Regions from separate parts of the Mus musculus genome. Here region 2 is linked to region 1. A link is a contact called in public HiChIP or PLAC-seq data. All regions are on one chromosome and are shown on one strand. Each heading gives the region's core, a stretch centred on a gene start, on an enhancer-like site or on the middle of the called end of the contact. The rest is flanking DNA. Distances are from core to core; before and after follow the strand shown.

The links. HiChIP or PLAC-seq counts read pairs in DNA pulled down with a chosen protein or histone mark.
Region 2: a FOXA1 HiChIP or PLAC-seq map of pancreatic cancer cells shows a contact between it and region 1. The contact joins two enhancer-like sites. A contact is called at or near these places in 2 of 484 Hi-C or Micro-C datasets (liver and uterus) and 4 of 115 datasets of contacts at active chromatin or transcription factors (embryonic basal ganglia, embryonic stem cells, extraembryonic endoderm stem cells and 1 more).

What each region holds. Positions count from the first base shown.
Region 1 is chr17:66,267,179-66,273,685 of GRCm38.p6, forward strand. No RefSeq gene overlaps it. Among named protein-coding and RNA genes, the nearest start is that of Gm20742, 78 kb to the left of the region's middle. Within about 2 kb of position 2,808, at least 30 of the 459 cell types and tissues checked have an H3K27ac peak or open chromatin away from gene starts, as enhancers often do. A contact at or near this core is called in pancreatic cancer cells, where this site is marked.
Region 2 is chr17:66,403,041-66,409,119 of GRCm38.p6, forward strand. The region is part of intron 3 of Mtcl1 (microtubule crosslinking factor 1); the gene reads right to left. Among named protein-coding and RNA genes, the nearest start is that of Mtcl1, 44 kb to the right of the region's middle. Within about 2 kb of position 2,056, at least 67 of the 459 cell types and tissues checked have an H3K27ac peak or open chromatin away from gene starts, as enhancers often do. A contact at or near this core is called in pancreatic cancer cells, where this site is marked.

The sequences.
Region 1 (6,507 bases), core at 1,558-4,057:
ATTTGACTACATTGTGAAGATGGAGAGCGCCTGTGTACCTTGATAGATGTGTCAGCAACGCCATCTTCCCAGAATCACCCACAAGACATAAACTGATAAATAAGATATTCCTGAAAGTAGAAATGATGCCACCCTCTAAATTTATCAGAGTAAACTGGGACCAAAATCATATCACCACGAAAATCAGGCTTGAGAACTTGGTGACCATGCCAGACTGAGGGAATGGTGCAAACTCCACCCCCACCCCCAGACCCTATAAAAAGGAAGAGTCCAACACTGTCAGTGATGGATGCATCAACCTGCCATCTGATCAGCCAGTATGTGCATCAAGGGACTGACAGACAGAAAACTCATGGCTGTCGCAGAGGCTCCAACTTGGCTTGGTCCTCATTGTTTGTATGGCCTAGTCAAATTGCTGACTGATAATGTTTTGTAATGCAGTAGTATGATGTGGCAGGAGAGGGTGCCTTAGTGGGCACATGATGAGGCCCTCCCCTCCCTTAGGTACCAGCCACATAATGGGTCTAGTATAAAACGAAGTTTATTTTGGGGCATGAGAAGGGGGAGTTGAGAAGGGAGTAGAGGCAGAGAAAGAGAAGGGACAGAGAGAGACAGAGAGAGAGGAGAGAGAGAAAGAAGGGAAGAGACCAGCTGGGAACATGCGGTGAGAGAAGGGGGACAGAGAAGGAGGGAGAGAGAAGAGAGAAGAGAGAGACAGAGGGACGGAGGGAGGGAGGCAGGGAGGGAGGCAGGTGCAAACAGTCTTTTTATAGCAGCCAGGCTCCTACCTGGCTGTTGCTAGGTAACTGTTGGGCGGAGCCTGGAAGAAACGCTGACCATCCATCCATTTGTCTGGGATCTGTCTACTCATGTGTTTACCTGGACCTGGTCTTGCCTTTCTCCCCACAGCTCCCCTCACTCCGTCACAATTCCCTTCTGCAGCTCCGTCTGACCCTGCAGCCTGGCTTCTGCATCTTACTCCTGAGGAGATTCTCAGTCTTTCTGGTCTCCTTGAAACACATTGAGTTCTGCTGCAGCCCATTTGACCCTTTAGAGACACCTGGTGGCCTACACATATTGCATCCATGAAGATATAATGTAGTATCTGAACGTTAGTGTTGGTCATTTATTATAAAAATAAAGCAAGCAGACAGACTTGTGTTTGCCACAGCCGGGCTATCAAGGAAAGCACAAGTGCCTGGCTGGCTGTGCCGATGAAACCAGTGTGCTTTGTGAACTTACCGCTATTCAATATGTTCTGACTCTGTGGAAAAATACTAGTATGTTTATCCATGTTTCTCTTGGGATATTCAGGCTGGAAACAGCTGGTGTTGGGGCTCAGAGCATGGCATCGGAAAGTTGGAAGCTTGGGCGGGCAGTGCCTGCTGTGGAATGCCCATGTCAGGAACCCCTTCTCAAGATCCGCTCCTAACCAAAGAGCAGAGAAGCGTCAGTGTCTGCCTTTTCTTGACGTTTGCACAGAACTGTGGTTTAGATCTCAATCTTTAGCTGAAGGCCTATGTGTCCAAGGCTTGTGTTCCAGGGTGGAGCTCCTGGGAGCTGGTGGGACCCTTTAAGGGGAGGTCAGAAGGAGTCCTGCCTGCCAAGTGTTCCCACCATTATGTGCTCTCCTGGTAGGAGTAGCTGATGGTTCCTGGGAGTCTCTGCCCTGGGAAGAGCTGCTGATGGCGAGCAGGAGCCTCTGAGGCTGAGAACCAGGACATCTATTGTCTTTATGCCTTATCTTAGGAGTTTGCTTCAATGGTGGACCATTAAGAGGGAAAAACCTTAAAAAAGGAAAAGATTTAATTTGTATTTCTGTGTATCTCTATGTGTGTGTGCCTGCGGAAGCCCGGGGGATCTTCAGATGCCCTGTAGCTGGGGTTACAGGAGACGGTAAACTGCCCAGCAGAGGAGCTGGGACCTGAGCTCAGGTTGTCCGGAAGAGCTGCAAGCGTGCGTCACCACTGAGGTATCTCTCCAGGTCCAACAAGTACAGCTTTTAACTAATCCTTTAGGACTGCTTTGTGAGAGACTATTTGGACAACAAGACAGCCTCTGTCTACCCTGGCCTCCTCTCTTCATTCTTGCTTAACCTGTTTCCACCTCTCACCCAGAAACTCCCCCAGCCTCTGCATATGTTAGATAAATCTCAACCATCTGGCTTGTCTTCAAATCTCCTGTTTTTGTGAGTGCCCCAGTGTGTATGAACGTCATGAAGTTATATGAGATTCTCCTGTTAATTTGCCCGCTGTCAGATTCAAAGTACAGAATTTTCGGGGGGGGGTAAAAGGAAAATTCTCTTTGCCCCTTACACTGGTCTCTCTTGTCAATTAAATGTCTCTAGCAACGTGATAAAATACATCACCTTGTATTTCATTAATCTGATGTAGGTTCTGATCTCAAAGCAGTGAGGGGAAGTTTACTTTAAGGGTGTGTGGGGTGAGTGTGTGCAGGAATGACTGTGGGATGAGATGTCTCTATTAGATAGGAAGTTATTTTCATGCCCCACAGAACTGTTTTTTTACCCATGACTAATTGTGCTAACTATAATCATTTTCAGCTCAATGGTAACCTAAAAGAGAGACTCCCTCTAGGCAGCAAGCCATGCTATTGTTGAGCTGGGCTCAATGTTGCTGCTTGTGCTCGAAAGTAATAAAATTGCATTTCTTAGAAATGAACCAAAAAACGTGTAAAGGAAACAAAGATTGCTCCTTGCTCCTCCAAAATAACGCTCACTACGGGGGCTCGGATTCTCTAGCGTGTATGCCTGTCCAGAGTGCAGCTTCCGATAGCAACTCTGCTGGGCTGGATGGAAAATGTTACCCACTCACTCCTCTGAGAGATTCTCACCGTCCCCTAGGCTCACAGTGATGGCTGCAGGATGCAGCAGCCAGATATTAAACAGAACGTATGTGAGGCCAGTGTTCTAAGACTGAGCCCTTGCACTTCGACCCAGAAAACCAGAACATACCAAAGGGGAGTCAATCGTGCTGAAAGCCACTCGATCCAACTGATACACAAGGAAGCATACAGGTCGCCAAACAGACCTATATTTCCCCCCTGAAGACAGGAATCTTCAGTCTGCCCTAGTTAGTGTCATTAGTAAATTCCTTTTGCTTTAACTCATTTGGAAAAAGTTGCCCTGTGTTGACTCGTTTTCTTTTTTTCATGCCTTATAGTACTTACAGTTCCGCTGTTTTCCTAAGGGATCTATAACCGGATGAATCTGCACCCAATGGCATTACAGTAGTATCTATTCCCAGCCTGATGGTGCAGGGACTGCTAAACCGAGCAAGGGTTACCCTAAAGCTGCCTGCCTCTTTACTCTCATCCTAAAGGCTTCTTCGTCAGGGGTGAGCTGTAGCCTGACTCCACATATCAACAAGCTAACCTTGACTTTCCCCCTCCCGGCCCCCACCCCCCGAGACAGGGTTTCTCGGTATAGCCCTGGCTATCATGTCTGTGTCTATGTGCACACAGCAGCTTAGTCTGACCTAAACACCCAGGTGAGGCTATGTTCCTGACAGTGGGACTGAAAGCAAGACTTGTTTTAGTGACAGTCTAGCTTGCTTGCTTGCTTGCTTGCTTGCCTTGGCTCCCTACGTAGCTCAGGATAGCCTCAAGCTTCTACTCCTGCCTCCACACTCATGCATTCTTAGAGAATTCTTTGCTCTGTGAGTTCATGCTGGGCACTGCAGGGGCTTTGGAGCCTCTCTGACCTTCTCCACTCCATACTCAAAGTACTACAATGGCTCACCTGCCATGCTTAAGACGGGAGAGCCAAAACTGTCTTCAGATGTTGCTAATAATTGCCCATGTGGGGCAAAATCGCCCACCCATTGTTTATTTGAGAATCCATGTCTTACCATCATCAGATTGGTTGATTTTGCGTTTACAGTATGAATAATGTGTTGTTTTGTTATTTTTCCCAAAGCAGAGGGGATGAGCGAACCGGCTGGGAAGACCACATTTCAGATGTTCTGAAAGGCATGAGTGCTTCAAGAAGGAATGAACATCACTGAATTAAAAGATAGAAGCCAGGGGCTGGAGAGATGGCTCAGCGGTTAAGAGCACTGACTGCTCTTCCAAAGGTTCTGAGTTCAAATCCCAGCAACCACATGGTGGCTCACAACCATCCATAATGAGATCTGACGCCCTCTTCTGGGGTGTCTGAAAACAGCTACGGTGTACTTACATCTAACAAATAAATAAATCTTAAAAAGAAAAAATAGAAGCCAAGAGATGTCCTTCTGGCAGGTGGTCTGTGGCTTACAGGCAGCTTTGGAGTTTCAGTGCCTTGAGGTGATAAGGTCTGACTGGGAAGACATTGGTGTAAAAAAAAGAGGTGGTGTTTGCTTGGAGCACCCATGTTTGGCACCATGGGTAATGTGCCCTAGGTGTAGTGTCCCTTATAGGAGGACCCTCTGGGCAATAATTTTATTCATCCACTCATTTTCATTCATTCATTCATTCATTCATTCATTCATTCACTGGCCCTCTGCCATGCACCAGGAGCTGGCTGTTCTGGGTGAAGAAAAGGATGCTGTAATTCCTTCTCTAGGGGACTCACTAGTGGGAAGGAGACAAGGTTGTCACAGCCATTGTAACAGCATCTATAGAGGTCCAGTGCTCACTGGACACAGCTCATGATTGCTATAGACATCGTAAGAACATCTACTGAGGCTCGGTGCTCACTGCACGCGGCTCAGGATGTCACAACCGGGATAACCGCACCACGGTGTTTCTGTGTTCCTTGAACACAGCTCCTGATTGTTCTGCTTTCCACATGAGGGTGCTCAGAAGACTCTGTAGCTTGTCCAAGGGCACATAGCTTATGGCAGAGCAAGGGCAGGAATCTACCCCATGCACAGGGCATACAGTGAGCATGCTGTTCTCACAGTGCACAGTCTGCACAGACCAACGCAACCACACGACAGAGCACAAAGAGGCAGTCTGAGAGAGGACAATGTCTCAGGGGAGGTGACATTTGAACAGGGCTCAGCGTCCTGGGCAGAGGCATGTGTATATTCATGAGACATTTATAGGGCATCGCCATAGAGTCAAGACCTTGTGCTGTGCCTTTAAAAATAGATTTCACCTTTTCAAATTTTGACGATTTGAAAACCGAGTTCCCACTTCTATCCATTTTATGTATATGTTATATACCTGGCGTTGCTGATGGTGGGGTAGGCTGTGTTTTGCAAAATACTGCAATGAACACTGATGTGCAAGTGTCTGTTTCGGTCCCTCCTCTCAGGTTGGTTGGGGGAGGGTGTAGGCCTAAATTCAACAGTGAATTTAGGGGGCTGGAGAGATGGCTTAGTTAGCACTGGCTACTATTCCAGAGGCCCTGGGTTCTATCCACAGCACCCACGTGGAGACTCACAGTTATCTTCAACTCTGGTTCCCGAGGATCTAACACCCTCTTCAGAAAACATCCTCTGACCCCCCCCCCCCACTGTTCTGTGTCAATGCAGGCAATAGAAAGTCTCAAGTCTCTTTCCTGAAAGAGGCTATTAAGGCTGCATGTAGCAAGTTCTCTGTCCTGTATTAGACTGAAGTAAACGAAGGTCCAAGAAGCTAAGAACAATTGTAAACAATAAGATCTTGCTTTTATTCCTACTAGATCAAAGCCCATTTTAGTCCAACCAACTTTCTTTTCTTTTTTTTCTTTTCTTCCTTCCTTCCTTTTCTTCTTTCTTTTAAAAGATTTACTTATTTAGATCATGTTGATTGGTGTTTTGTCTGCATGTACATCTGTGTGAGGGTGTCAGATCCTCTGGAACTGGAGTTCCAGACAGTTGTGAGCTGTTATGTGGGTGCTAGGAATTGAACCTGGGTCCTCTGCAAGAGCAGCCTGTGCTCATAACTGCTGCACAGTCTCCAACCACAGCCTCCCAGCCACATTTCTAAATGATTGCACACTCTTCGTTGATTCTGAGCATGGAAATACACATTTCAATTAGAAGAAAAATATTTTGAATAGTTGTGTGTGTATTGGGGGGAGGGAGAATTGTGTGTGTGTGGTGTATATAACTGTGTGGGTGTGAGTGTGTATGTATGGATAAGTGCATACCTGTAGCAGTTAGAAGACAACCTCTAGTTTTGACTAGCGATGGTTCTCAGATGACAGTTACTTTTTTGTTGGAGACAGGGTCTCTCACTAGCCAGGAATAACACAGATGGGCAGGGCTATCTAGTCCTCCAGCTACCAGGGACATGCCTGTCCTTGCTTCCTCTGGATTACAGGGGTAAAGTGTCACATTTAACACTTGTTCTAACATGGGTCACTCATGCTTGCAAGGCAATCACTTCATGGTCCCATGATTTTGTTATTTTATTAGCCAGAAAGTAATAAATGCTGGAGGAGATAAGCAAATTATGTGTAATTTAATTTAAACTTCATACAACACACACACACACACACAATGACATCAAATGGTAACTCACGAATATGTACAACTTTGATGTTCCCAGTTTCAAACAGGAAATTAAGAGAAATAC
Region 2 (6,079 bases), core at 806-3,305, 140 kb after region 1:
AGCCTGCCTTATTACTGCAGCAAAATGCTACTGCATTTCAAAATCTAGAAAATTTTATCAGACCATCCCATCAAAAGAGATTCTTTCTAAACAAACCCAAATCCCCCAGAGACACGAACAGCTCTTCTGCGTTTGTGCTGCTGGAAACATCCCTGGGTTTGCTCCTGATGTGCATCTGCAAAGACCCAGGTCAGGCAGAGACCTAACACCTCCTTCCTGTCTCATGTCCTCTCTGCAGTAGCCAGACTTCCTCAAGGCTGCTGACCCAGGGTCAACAGGCAGAAAATAGCCTCTTTGCCCCTCCTGCCTCCTGCCTCTAGCCATCTCTACCTTTGTTTCTGACTTGCATTTTTCCATCCGGAGTTCTTCAGAAGATGAGCTATCACTACAAAGTCAGTGTTAGTTGTTACTACAGGGATAGTTCACCAACCCAGCGCCGCCAAGGGTGACATACTAAACTCTCCTTAGCAAAAGCTAAAGTGCAAAACAATAGAAAATAAAGTCGACCGCTATGGAAGTCTGTGGCATTCTAGACTCCTGGACATCTGTGGTTAAAGGATAGGAAGTAAGCTGGGCTGGTCCATGATACCCCATGGCACATTTTCCAAAATGTGTGGGATCAGAAGTATTCATATCTCAGGGTTGTCCCCCATCTCTGAGATATTAGGGTATTAGCACCTATAAAATGAAATGCTTGAAAGACCAAACTCTAAATACAAAATTCATGTATCCATTACACATACAGGATGAAGGTAAATGTACACAGTATTTTAAAATAATTTTGAACACAGAATAGTTTTGAGTATGGAATTTTCCATTTGTGATATCATGTAAGTTCTCAAAATGTTTTAAACTATAGATCCCTTTTTGCATTTGGATTCGGAATGCTCAATCTCTACTTCTAACTCCCACTGGGCTTGGTTTTGTTTTCTTTCTCTCTTTCCCCCTGTTTTTAGTGGAATTGTAGAATATACGGTAACGTTCTCCTTGCATCTGAAGCTCCCAAGAGCTGTCTCTAGGGACTCTACTGTAGGGTTCTATGATTGACTATTCCATGTTGCTAACTGTTCCCCTCAGTCATAATTGGGGAGTCATCAGTATTGCCTCATCAGTATTGCCGTCATGCCCTGTTAATGTCAAATCATTTGAGGACAGGACACTGAACGACCACAGCCATTAGAAATGGGTGAAAGCCTTCATGTATAGAAAACGTCTCTGAGGTATAAATATATTCCACTTAATATTTAGGGCTTATTATAAATGATTCCTCAGAATTAGAAACTTTAAAGAAAAACTACTCAAGACTTTCGAACCACACCACACATGCTAAAAGCTGACAACACCTGGATACTGGAGCAAGCAGAATACCACCATCTAACACGACAAAAACACTCAATTTTGCTTCTCTTCCTCCCTTGCCAAGGCTCTAAATGTTTCCTTCCTCTCAAAAAAATGTGCTTCTATACTTCAATATTGCCGAAAATCCACCTGCATACAAATTTTAACCCATTGTCTTTGACAGATAACAGTCTTCGTTCGTACCTAGCTAAGACTATTCCGCAGTGGAAACATAGTGAGGGTTACACGCCACTACAACCTCCAGGAAAGTCAAAAGCCCCACAGGGAACCCCAGCAATCTGTGCCAAAGCACAGGCACCTACTGTGCAGCAAAGAGCTGCTGTCCCACTATGTGCATAGTAATTCTCTGTCTTCATGCTAACCTAACTGAAGATAGTTGTGTCCGACTGCGCATCATAACTCGCTACGGAGCCTTCAGAAGCATGTCCTAGGCTGGGCTGGTCTATGCTCTCCCAAGGAGGACAAGGGTTGGTCTCTAAAAGGTGGTTTAGACATTAAAAATAGTTGTAATCTGTCACAAATGGGTCAGGTTAACCTGGACCCCTGAGAGATGTCCTGAAGGATCAGGATTACACTGGCTCAGGATGGTTTTCTGGGACAAGGTCGGTTCCAGGGAAAGGGAGTGGAGGAGGGCATGCGCTTGTCCTTGAAGTGTTCTTGGCAGAAGGGACAGCTGCCCCAACTCTAAGTGTTTCAAAAAGAGTAGCAGCCGTCAGTGTTGCAAGGCTGGAAAGCCGCCTCCCAGTCCCTCCTCACTTACAGAGGAGGGAGAACAGAAATGTAACAACAGCAAACAAACTCAAAAGAGCATCTGCGAGCTTGGCATCGGGGGCCTGGGTTCTAGAGGCTCCCTGTCTGCTACATTTGTAACTTCAAACAAGTCTTTTGGTGAAATGAGGGGATTTGTGGAGTAGCTGCCACCTAGCTCCGGAGTGCAGCTGAGGAGCAAACATACCACGGCAGCCTGGCAGCCTTTGGCTCCAAGCCACGCTACCGTCCTCATGGATAAGTTTCTCAGGGACACCAAAGGAATGTCTGCAGTGACTAACTGCCCCACCCCCAGCAGCTGGAGAAGGGCTTGGCTGCTCCCACCAGGGGCCTCTTTGATGCTGCAAAGCAGACTGCATCAAAGAGTGAGGGCATTTAGAGACTTTCAGATATCCTCCACTGGTAAGTGATTTCCTTCCCACCGCTAAACCGGAATAGTTCTCCTCCCACAAATACCCCTGTGCTTCACACCTCAGAGAGACAGAGGTGAAGAGGAAGAGAGGAAGAGGAGAGAGTACAAAAGCGGGAAGTGCAGGAAGGTAGCATCAGACATACTTTGGCTCCTGGGAAGCCAAGATGTGGCTAAAGAAATACAGGAAAAGAACGGGAGTACAAGCATTCTCCATGTAAATCTTACTAGATGACCCGGTTCCGCTTTCTCCCGGATCTTACTTGGTGTTTCATTATGAAGCAGTGGGTTGTTTCACATAGGCTGGATCCTAAGGACTGAATCTCTGTATTTCCTCCCGTGACTATTTTGTTCCCCTTTCTAAGAAGGATGGAGGAAACAGAGACAAAGTTCGGAGCAGAGACTGAAGAAAAGGCCATCTAGAGACTGCCCCACCTGGGGATCCATCCCATATACTGTCACCAAACCCAGACACTATTGTGGATGCCAACAAGTGCTTGCTGACAGGAGCCTGATATGGCTGTCTCCTGAGAGGCTCTGCCAAAGCCTGACAAATACAGAGGTGGATGCTTGCAGCCAACCATTGGCTGCACAAGGCCCCCAATGGAGGAGTTAGAGAAAGGACTGAAGGAGCTGAAGGGGGTTGCAACCCCATAGGAAGAGCAACAATATCAACCAACAAGAACCCCCAGTGTTCCCAGGGACTAAATCACCAACCAAAGAGTACATATGGAGGGACTCATGGCTCCAGTTGCATGTGCAGCAGAGGATGGTCTAGTCGGACATCAATGGGAAGGGAAGCCCTTGGTCCTGTGAAGGCTTGATGCCCCAGTGTAGGGGAATGCCAGGGCGGGAGGTGGGAGTGGATGGGCAGGTGGGGGAACACCCTCATAGAAGCAGGGGGAGGAGGAAGGGGAATGGGATAGGGGACTTCAGGGGAGCCAGGAAAGGGGATAACATTTGAAATGTAAATAAAGAAAATATCAAAAAAAAAATCAAGAAAAAAAAATAAGGGTTGAATCATTTATGTCTTCCATATTCATAACAGCAATGAATGTTCATATAACTATTGCTTTCTAAAGATGTCTGATTAAGGGAGAGGTGAAGGAAGTGGGGGAGCAATACTTGGAAGTGGGGTACCTATCATCTAAGTCTACAAAGAAGCATCGGGAATGGTAATGGTTTGAAATAAAAATTAACAAACTTTAGAGATTTAAAAACTATAGCCAGATAATAGGATGAAGGATGGCTTTGTGTTAGTCACAATTCACAACACACGCCCAGATGTCCTGGTTCTGTGTAGCACTGTCTCTGTGGGGCTCACACTACTCTGCTGTGTGTGTAAGCCATGAACTGGAGACCATGACCAGGCTTCACTTGGACTGCTTCTCAGGAATGTTTAGAGGAGCTCTCGAGGGATGAGGCTATGTATCACCCCTTTATGGCACAGAACAGGCTGCATACAAATGACGGAGAGAAGATGGTGAATCCCCATGCTCGGTTTCCTTCAACCGAGACACCAACCCACTACAGACACAGCATCCTGGCCTCACTAGGTCACACTTCCTGGATGGGAACTATGGGGGTGGGGGAGAGAGGACTGCCCCGTGTGCTGAGGGATAAAATCCTTGTCTAAGCCCAGAAGTCTCAGTTCTTCTTCTGTATGCAGCGAGAAGCAGCAAGCTCACTTTTAAGGCTACAAGTAGGCTAAGATCTAGCTCCAAATGCCAACTGCTTTATTTTAAATAATGATTTATTCCAATTTTAAAAACATGGCTTTAGGGGCTCAAGAGATGGCTCAGCAGTTAAGCATGCTCTTCCAGAGGACGGGCTCCATTCCCGGCTCTCACAGTAAGTGGCTCACAAGCGCTTGTAACTCCAGCTTCAGGGGATCTCACACTGTCTAGCTTCCACAGGCATGTACAATTGTGGCATACAGCTATACATACATACATAACACACACAGACACACACAGACGTATATATGTAAATGACATATATCTAAATGAAAACAACGAAAATAAATCTCTGAAAAATTTTACAAATTTGGTTCAGAATTTACAATTGAACCAAAGAAAAATAACAGGGATAGAAAAGGACAGAAGAGAAAACAAACAAACAAACAAACAAAAGACAAAAATCCACACGCTCTTAAATGGGATTTATCTAGCACATGACATTTTAAAAAGACGATTGTCATTTTATGAAGACAGTCTTTTCCATGTCATCCCCTCAAAACCCAGTTACACGTGCGCATGACGACTTCTGTCTAAAACATGGGCAGACTCAGCCAGGAAACCCCACTGACTGATGACTGCCTAGAAATCCAGCCAGTTCATTCCTCTCTCATACACTCGCTCTCAAGGGTTCCTGGTCTTCTGCTGACGTCAGCAGTAAAGGCTGGGCTTGGGAATGAAACCCATCCCCCGCATGCTACTCTCTCTTTCCAGAAGATCCAAAGAGCCACGTTAGAAATGCTGACACGCTGAGTGCCCACCTTGCTGTTCCTCCTGGCACTGCACTTATGCCTCCCTACAGTCATGGTGACTACACAGGCCTCGGAGCCTCACCATGTTTGCAGAGCAGGCTACATACCCAGTGGAGGGTGCCAATATCCACTGGTGGTGGATCTCATTCAACAACTTCCCGTTCTCATCTCTGACCATGTTCTCAGTATCATTCTGCTGGGATGGATAACTTGAGTTGTTAGTGAGGAAACTTTGTTGAATGGTCACCACAGGAACCTTGGAAGCACTCCGAGTGTCTACTCCAGCTTGTGTCAAGTTGACACACAAAAATCAGTCAGTACAAATGCACAAGACTTTTCAAAATTACTGCTCTAATATACAAGGGATTTTTATTTATGAATAGTCATGATGTTTACTGTTTAACGTACACATTAACTGTTTAAGGCTCTCCTTTAACACATGTGACGACATTTAATCTAGCCTCATATTCAGTATGGCACCTGCCCCAGATCTCTTCTCCCCAGATGGATGCCCTCAGGATGCCACAGAGCAGCAGGTCTGCTCTACCACCCACTCACTCCTCTGCCCATCAGCTCACACACACATCAACAGCCCAATCAAAGCGCCACCAGGCTGGTTTTGCCTCCAGTTCCTGATTTAAGTGGATCTTAAACACGATGCCCAAGAAAGTGAGATACATTCAAAAGGGAGCTACGTGGGCTCTGTCTGTCCAGCTGTTGGTATTTCTACTTTAACCTGGTCTTTCATGACGAGTGACAGGTAACTTCTACCGCAAGCACACTTAAGCCCACGGCACTGTGCACAGTGCCAATCTTAGTTCAGCCACATCACGCAATCTGCCCATGAACCTAGTTGTGCACTGGGTCATTGAGATTCTAACTTCGTCAGAATTCACTTCAGGCTTCCTCCATGCTAGAAAGGCTACATAAGGCTAGAGGCCAAGAATACAGCAATTATTTTCAGAGCACTGGCATATAGGATATGAACACAGCATCCCAATAGGAAAAAAAAAAAAAAAAACAACAACAACAACTGTAGGAGAGCATCCAGGATT